2 separate regions of the Arabidopsis thaliana genome follow, and region 1 is linked to region 2. The links are chromatin contacts, called in public capture Hi-C maps. All regions are on one chromosome and are shown on one strand. Each heading gives the region's core, a stretch centred on a gene start, on an enhancer-like site or on the middle of the called end of the contact. The rest is flanking DNA. Distances are from core to core; before and after follow the strand shown.

The links. Capture Hi-C pulls out chosen DNA fragments and counts their contacts.
Region 1: a contact with region 2 is called in a capture Hi-C map of seedling, with 1.5 times the contacts expected there. The contact joins the promoter of AT1G02990 here to the promoter of AT1G02770 in region 2. A contact is called at or near these places in 2 of 3 other capture datasets (root and seedling).

The regions. Positions count from the first base shown.
Region 1 is chr1:685,970-689,873 of TAIR10.1, reverse strand. AT1G02990 reads left to right here and starts at 2,506. Exons shown (of 10, transcript NM_001331374.1): 1 at 2,506-3,030; 2 at 3,123-3,195; 3 at 3,269-3,369; 4 at 3,450-3,818. The coding sequence starts at 2,878. It overlaps PEX6 (peroxin 6), which reads left to right. Exons shown (of 13, transcript NM_100181.5): 7 at 61-342; 8 at 465-623; 9 at 716-838; 10 at 924-1,195; 11 at 1,272-1,416; 12 at 1,510-1,593; 13 at 1,728-2,079. The coding sequence ends at 1,817.
Region 2 is chr1:605,386-609,091 of TAIR10.1, reverse strand. AT1G02770 reads left to right here and starts at 2,384. Exons shown (of 6, transcript NM_100156.5): 1 at 2,384-2,563; 2 at 2,770-2,916; 3 at 2,990-3,173; 4 at 3,287-3,387; 5 at 3,488-3,577; 6 at 3,689-3,706. The coding sequence starts at 2,468. emb2386 (Ribosomal protein L19e family protein) reads left to right here. Exons shown (of 5, transcript NM_100157.4): 2 at 154-276; 3 at 381-694; 4 at 783-850; 5 at 945-1,293. The coding sequence ends at 972.

The DNA of each region.
Region 1 (3,904 bases), core at 1,257-3,756, 81 kb before region 2:
CCATTTTCAAACTAAAGTTAACAACTTCAGGCTTGATGGATAGATATTTTCACATTGTAGATTAGCTCAGATGAATTTATGAAAGGATTGGTGGGACAGACTTCTGGCTTCCTTCCCCGGGACTTGCAAGCTCTTGTAGCTGATGCTGGTGCCAACTTATACATCAGTCAAGAGTCCGAGACCAAGAAAATTAACTCTCTGTCAGATGATCTTCATGGAGTTGATATACACCAGGCAAGCCAAATAGATAACAGCACTGAGAAATTAACAGCTAAGGAAGACTTTACCAAAGCTTTGGATCGATCAAAGAAGAGAAATGCATCAGCCCTTGGTGCTCCTAAGGTAACATTCACAGTTTTCTTGCTGTGGTGTTTTCTCGTTTGTTTGTCTATTTATGAGACAAGTTTGCATATTTTTTTGTTACTGGAGATGCACATAACTTAAAGGTTTATTTGTATTCGTAGGTTCCAAATGTGAAATGGGATGATGTTGGTGGGCTTGAGGATGTGAAGACATCGATATTGGACACAGTTCAACTACCTCTCCTGCATAAAGATTTATTTTCGTCCGGATTGCGTAAACGTTCTGGTGTACTTCTCTATGGCCCTCCAGGAACAGGGAAAGTAAGTAAGCCATTTTTTCTTTCACTTTTAGCATCTCTTAATAGTCTGTTTTTTGGCAGTTATATTTTTGAGTTTTTGAATTAAATTTACAGACTTTACTGGCAAAAGCTGTGGCGACAGAGTGCTCCTTAAATTTCCTCAGTGTAAAGGGTCCAGAATTAATCAACATGTATATTGGAGAGTCAGAGAAAAATGTTCGAGATATATTTGAAAAGGTAAGTTATATTTCTTCTTCCCTAGGAGAAGCATATTGAGTCTTTGGTTCTGATTCTTAAACTAGTGTGTTTTCTTCAATTGCAGGCAAGGTCAGCGCGACCTTGTGTGATCTTCTTTGATGAGCTTGATTCTCTTGCTCCAGCTCGAGGTGCTTCTGGTGATTCTGGAGGAGTCATGGATCGAGTGGTATCTCAGATGCTTGCAGAGATCGATGGACTCAGCGACTCTTCCCAGGATCTGTTTATTATAGGAGCAAGCAACAGACCTGACTTGATTGATCCAGCTCTTTTACGGCCTGGCAGATTCGACAAACTTCTATATGTTGGAGTCAACGCTGATGCGTCTTACAGGGAAAGGTTAGGCATTTAAACAATCAAAAGCATGTCCAAAGACAAAAAAAATTAGAAGCTTCCTGATTCTTGTTTTTGACAGGGTACTTAAAGCACTGACTCGGAAATTTAAGTTAAGCGAAGATGTATCTCTTTATTCAGTAGCAAAGAAGTGTCCCTCTACATTCACCGGCGCTGATATGTACGCCTTGTGTGCTGATGCTTGGTTTCAGGCAGCTAAGCGAAAGGTGAGAGGGATAGGGTTGAAATTTAAGACTATATAAGTCTCTGTAAAAGCTTTTATTGAAATCGCTTTGTATCTGCATACTTGGCAAATGCAGGTGTCAAAATCGGATTCAGGGGATATGCCTACAGAAGAAGATGATCCCGATTCAGTCGTTGTAGAGTATGTGGATTTTATAAAGGTTAAAACTCTTTTCCTTCATCTACTCATCAAAAAGAGTTGCCATTTTCATGGTTGAGTAGAAATGTTAATTTGTTATGGTTCGGTTTTATCAGTCGAGAGTTATAATAGTTTCCCACTTTGTCTTCTTTGTAGGCAATGGATCAGCTCTCGCCATCACTCTCCATAACTGAGCTTAAGAAGTATGAGATGCTTCGAGATCAATTTCAAGGCCGTTCGAGCTAAACCCCTCTCAGTACATAAAAATTAGCTTATAATGAAGACATTTCATATTTTTTTCCCAGACTATTTTCTCTGAACAGTTCTGTTGATTTGGTTAGTCAATTGATAGTAAAATTAAAGAATCAATAATGTAAAATAATTTTCTTGGTTTGAATTACCTTTGATTGGTTACGCACAAGTGATTCTTCGCTTCCATAGTTCCATGTAATAATATAACACACAAGTGAAGCAGATTATTCAATGGTAAAAGGTTTTCTTAAAAAAATTTCCACAACGGTTCATAAAAGAATTCTGTTTTTGGTTTGGGTAGGAAATAAAATCATCAGTTTGTTATATTAGGTTTGTGTTTTATATTATCTGTTTGATTATGGTGTTGTTAGTAATTTCAGAATATTTTCTCCAAACAATTATTTCAATTGGCATTCCAAAAATAGCGTTTTTGTTTTCCACACGTGACTAAATTCCATTAATTACGTGAAGCATAGAATCCATATGGCGAAAGTTTTTTAAATTACAGTAAAAATTTTTATGATTAAGGAGATTTTACTTGCAAAAAAAAGACAAATCTTTGAAGACTGAAATGACGAACTTGACCACTATGACATCACTTGTCACGTGGGATTTGCTTTGTTTGGGCGAGCTGGTCCGAAATCAATTTTTTTTTTTAGGAAATTATTTTTGTTGAGTTAATTTTTTTTCCTCTTTTTCGTTTGTTCGAGAAAACAGAGAATGAGGAATCAAAAAACGGAATTTTGAATTTGCAACGTGAGGAACCTCCTCTGTCGTTTCGATCTTCAAGTTTTTTTTTAAAGCTTTCTCTCTTCAAAGCTCTTCACGTGAGCTCTCCCAAATCTGGGCGTTATTCGCTTTCTGGATTCTGAATCGCATTATCCAACGAATTCAGCTGATTGATTTTATCGGGCTGCTTTGTTCAAGTCTCTCTATGTAAATGGGTATTTAAGAGTTTTGCTTATTCTCTCGATCGATCTAAGTTTTTTTCTGAGGAAATTTGGAAGATTTTAGCTTCTTCGATTGATATGATATATATAGGTTTGGGTTTTAGATGATTTTGGTGAGTAGTAGCGATGCTAGAAGCGAATTAGGGTTAGGGTTTGGTGGATTAGGTGAAGAAATCATGCAAGATTGTGACTTTGAGGAAGAAAGTACACATTCTTATGTTTCTTGCGTTGACCCAGATGTTGCTCTCTCTTACATTGTAAGCTTCTTCTGACCTCTTAACTATGTTTTCCTTTTCTTCTTCTACAACTACTACTTAGATAGAATCCTTTCTTTTTTCCTTTTCTTAAGGATGAGAAACTCGAAAACGTCTTGGGACATTTTCAGAAAGATTTTGAAGGTGGAGTTTCTGCTGAAAATTTGGGTAAGTTTTCTTGTATATTTAAACTTTGTTGCTTTCTCTTATGTTCATTTATGAATTCAATGAATGTTTATAGGTGCAAAGTTTGGTGGCTATGGTTCCTTTTTGTCTATGTATCAGAGATCTCCTGTTTGTTCACGTCCTAAGACTTCACCAGAAGTTCAACAAAACCAATTGGTAAAGATCATTAAACAACTCAAACTTCGACTAGAGCTTGAATTTAAGCTTTTATAGTGAATGTCATTTTCTGTTTATAGGGTGGTCGATCTAATTGCTCAGCTTCATCACTAGTACCTCAACTATCAATATCCGGATCCGCTTCAAAACCTCCTGCTTCTGATGTTTTGGTCAAATTAAACAAGTTTGTCAAATCAAGTCATATAGGGACACCTGATAGCAAACACATGTCTGACGCAAAAACTTCTTCTTCTGCTCCATCAAATCATAAGACTCTCAGGTTTCGTATAAAAGTTGGTTCAAGTGACCTCTCGTCACTCAAAAACGTTTCTACCTTTACTAAAGAAGGCCTCAATATGCTACCATCAGCATCGCGGGTGAATTGCCTCTCAGAAGTTGAACAAGATTTACTGAATGGGATTTGTGATTCGCCCACTAAAATTCTTATGGTGATTTTGTTTTCTTTTTCTGTTTCTTCCTTCTCCTTAAAGATTGAACAATGATGAATATGAGTTTGACATATACCTTTGTGTGT
Region 2 (3,706 bases), core at 1,135-3,634:
GAATCAAAGCTAGAGGATTTGATTTCTGATATTGCTTCTTAATAGACTGAGGATTTGAATGATGTTCCATTTCGAGTATTGTTGTTATATATTTGAAGATCTTTGTAGCTTCAAATATTAAGAATGTGATGATTGGTGTTGAACTTATTGTAGGCCAAAACATCAGGAAGCTTGTGAAGGATGGTTTCATCATCAGGAAGCCAACCAAGATTCACTCTCGTTCCAGAGCTCGCAAAATGAAGATTGCCAAGATGAAGGGTCGTCACTCTGGATACGGTATATACTTCACAACTCTGAAAATCCCTCTATTTAATCGTGATTTTGAAGAATGATTAGCGTTGTTTACTCTTGCCTTTTTTCCTGTGTTTATGATTAAATAGGTAAGAGGAAGGGTACCCGTGAAGCTAGGTTGCCAACAAAGGTACTGTGGATGCGTAGGATGCGTGTTCTTAGGCGTCTGTTGAAGAAATACAGAGAGACGAAGAAGATTGACAAGCACATGTACCATGACATGTACATGCGTGTTAAGGGTAATGTGTTCAAGAACAAGCGTGTCTTGATGGAGAGTATCCACAAGTCAAAGGCTGAGAAGGCTAGGGAGAAGACTCTGTCTGATCAGTTTGAGGCTAAGAGGGCGAAGAACAAGGCTAGCCGAGAAAGGAAGCATGCTAGGAGAGAGGAGCGTTTAGCTAAGGTCAGAGCTTAACTTCTTACAAACTTTATAAAGTTTTTTTTTAATTTTGATCAGAGATTCTTATGTGTTGTGGATTGTTTGCTTGTAGGGTCCCGGTGGAGATGTTGCGCCTGTAGCTGCTCCAGCACCTGCTGCTACACCTGCTCCAACTGCAGCGTAAGTGTTATTTCAATTTTGTTGTGAATTGAATTTGTTTCAAATTGGTTAACATCTATCTAAATCGTGTATGTGTGTTTTTTTGCTTGTGCAGTGTACCGAAGAAGAAGTCTAAGAAGTGAAGAGGATATATAGTGTGAAGCTATATCGATCATCAGTTCACGGATTAGACTCTGAAGAAGGTTTTGAATGTTTTATCGAATGCGTTTGTGGAATAACTTTTATTTTCGCAAAGAACATAACTTATGTCAGTTAATCTTTATGCTTTCAGATTTTTAGCTTACAGTGTTTCAACAGACCTACTTTGCAAGTTGTTCTTTTTTTGGTTTCTTATTGTTTTTCGTTCGTCATACGCAATTACAAAATAACCATCCATTAATCCATCCATAAATTGTTAAATTTTAGAATTAATATATGCAATAACAACCATCATCTATTTCGAAGTGTTGTTTATTTTCTTTTGACTTTCGTTTTGTTGATTCTTCACTCTACTCCTCCAGATGATCCAACAAGTGGTCCACCTCTTCTGTCTGCTGAGAGCTTTTAGTAGAAGCGTTATTTGATAATAACTGTAATACATCAACCCAAACGATACTGATATGTTTTCATTTCAATCCTTTACATTAATCAAACACTAATAACAAATTCACAGTAACATATGAAAAACATCACTGTCATTAAATATCAGTGGAGGTATTACGTACCAACCTGTAAGCGCCAATTCATAAAACACTACTAACCAACACCCACTCCCATGTTTTTTTCTAGCTTTTACTATACATGGTATACTTTCATTTTCTTTTAGATAACAGCTAAAGCTTTTTACAACTCGTATGCGAGTCTATGTTCTCCTTGTTGTCTTATTACTATAACGAGCAAATATGTGTTTGACAAGAGAATAAGACAAAGAAAAAGGTCTCACATTGACACGACTTCTATACACACACCAATAAACCAATGTGTGTGATTTTGGATATGCGTTGGAGATATTAACGTATACATTTATTTACATGTAGGAAATACATAGCTGTATCACCAATATCTCCAACACATTTTATCACGTTTAATCCAAAAACTACAATTATCTTTCTTTTTTTTTAATTATTATCATAAGAAAATGTAAAACTATAAACACATGTCAAAATCAATAATGTTACATATATCAAAATCCAATAAAAATATTATGATTGAATATGCGTGGTGAATTGATTGACATGTGTCACAAAAAGAAATTACAAACTTTGAAAAGTCTAGCTTATACAATAAGATGATATATTTTAATAAATAATATATGTGATTCTTTTCTTTTTAGTATTATAAATCTATTATATTATCTTATTTCAATTGATATAATTTAATACACTTTTTCAAAAAACAGTGATTGTAATACTTTTATTATTATACTATCTGTAATTTATTAGATAATTTTCCTTTTATTTATATAATAAATGTTCTTTTTAAACTTGTATTTTGGGTTGACAAGGCCCAACAAAAGCCCATAAATGAATTTCGGATGGATATATAGAAGAGAAAGGACATTTCGCCTGCATGGGTAAAAAACTCAACAAATCCTGAAAACAACAAATTCCCGAATCACACAGCGAGGAGGAAGAGAATATGGATATGAGTGTGATTATGAGGTATGGGGATGATAAAGCCGAGGAGTTATGCCTTGAAGTGGAGGATTACTGGGCTCGAGTGGATGAATCCGATGTATGTAATTCTTTCATTTTCTTAATTGTTAATTTAGAGGATTTTTACCTTTGGGTTGTTCAAGATGACGACTGTTGTTGCATGTTGCTTAAATTTGTCACAAAGATTAACTTTAATAGATCTGCTTAATCTATGATTGTTCTGTTTTTTTGAACGAAAATTTCTCTTCTTGCTAAGTGATTTATTATTAATTTTTTCGTAATTAGGGTTTCGATGTCGAGGGAATCCAAGCACCACCAGGGGGCACTCCATTGATACACTACGACTGTCATCTGCCCAATAGTAGGCATCCTGATCCTGTATTGGTCAAGCTTTATGCTAGTGCGGGGCTTCATCGCTACAATATGTTGGAGGTAAAAAAAACTCCATCGTGGTAACAGAATGCTTGTGTACATACATGACATTTAATTGCTCTCTTTTTCTCAGGGGACGAACTTCAAGCTCGTTGATGTAATGAAATTCAACAAGTTAATGATGCATTTGTCCCCTTTCTACATAACTTTACTTGCACAAGATCCAGTTAGCCGTTCGCAGCAAACCTTTCAGGTTCAAGTTGATGAACACTGTCTTAGCACTATGGATTTGACGGTTCTAATTGCTAGACCTAAAGGTAAGTAAACATTGTTGTTGTTGTTGTTTTTCTTCTTCTATATATATACAAGTAGACTATAAAAGTAGGTAGTCTCATCACTTGCTGATAAATCATGCATGTTGCATATATAGCTGTGTCCACCAATGAGTCCGTCTTAGCTCCGCAGAGTTTTTCAGTGGAAGAATCGCCTGAGTGGCCGTCAGATTTCAATGATGGAAAACGATTCTACCGGGTAAGACACAGCATCATCAGTTTTGTTTTGTTCATGATCGATTATAAGCAGGACTACTGATATGTTTTTTTATTATTTTTATTATTGCTTTTTCATTTAGGTGAAGGAATCTGAGTTGCGTAACAATGATTGGATTTCTCTATATTTGCAACTTGTACTCGTATCACATGATAGGATGAGAATCTCAGATGTAAGTCTTGACTTTTTCTTTAATTGTATCTTTTTTGCATATCAATGACACACCATGAGTTGGTGATAATCAATAACTTTTGGTTTTGTTTCTCAACTGTTGTTGGTGCAGAGCGATCTGTCCAAGCTG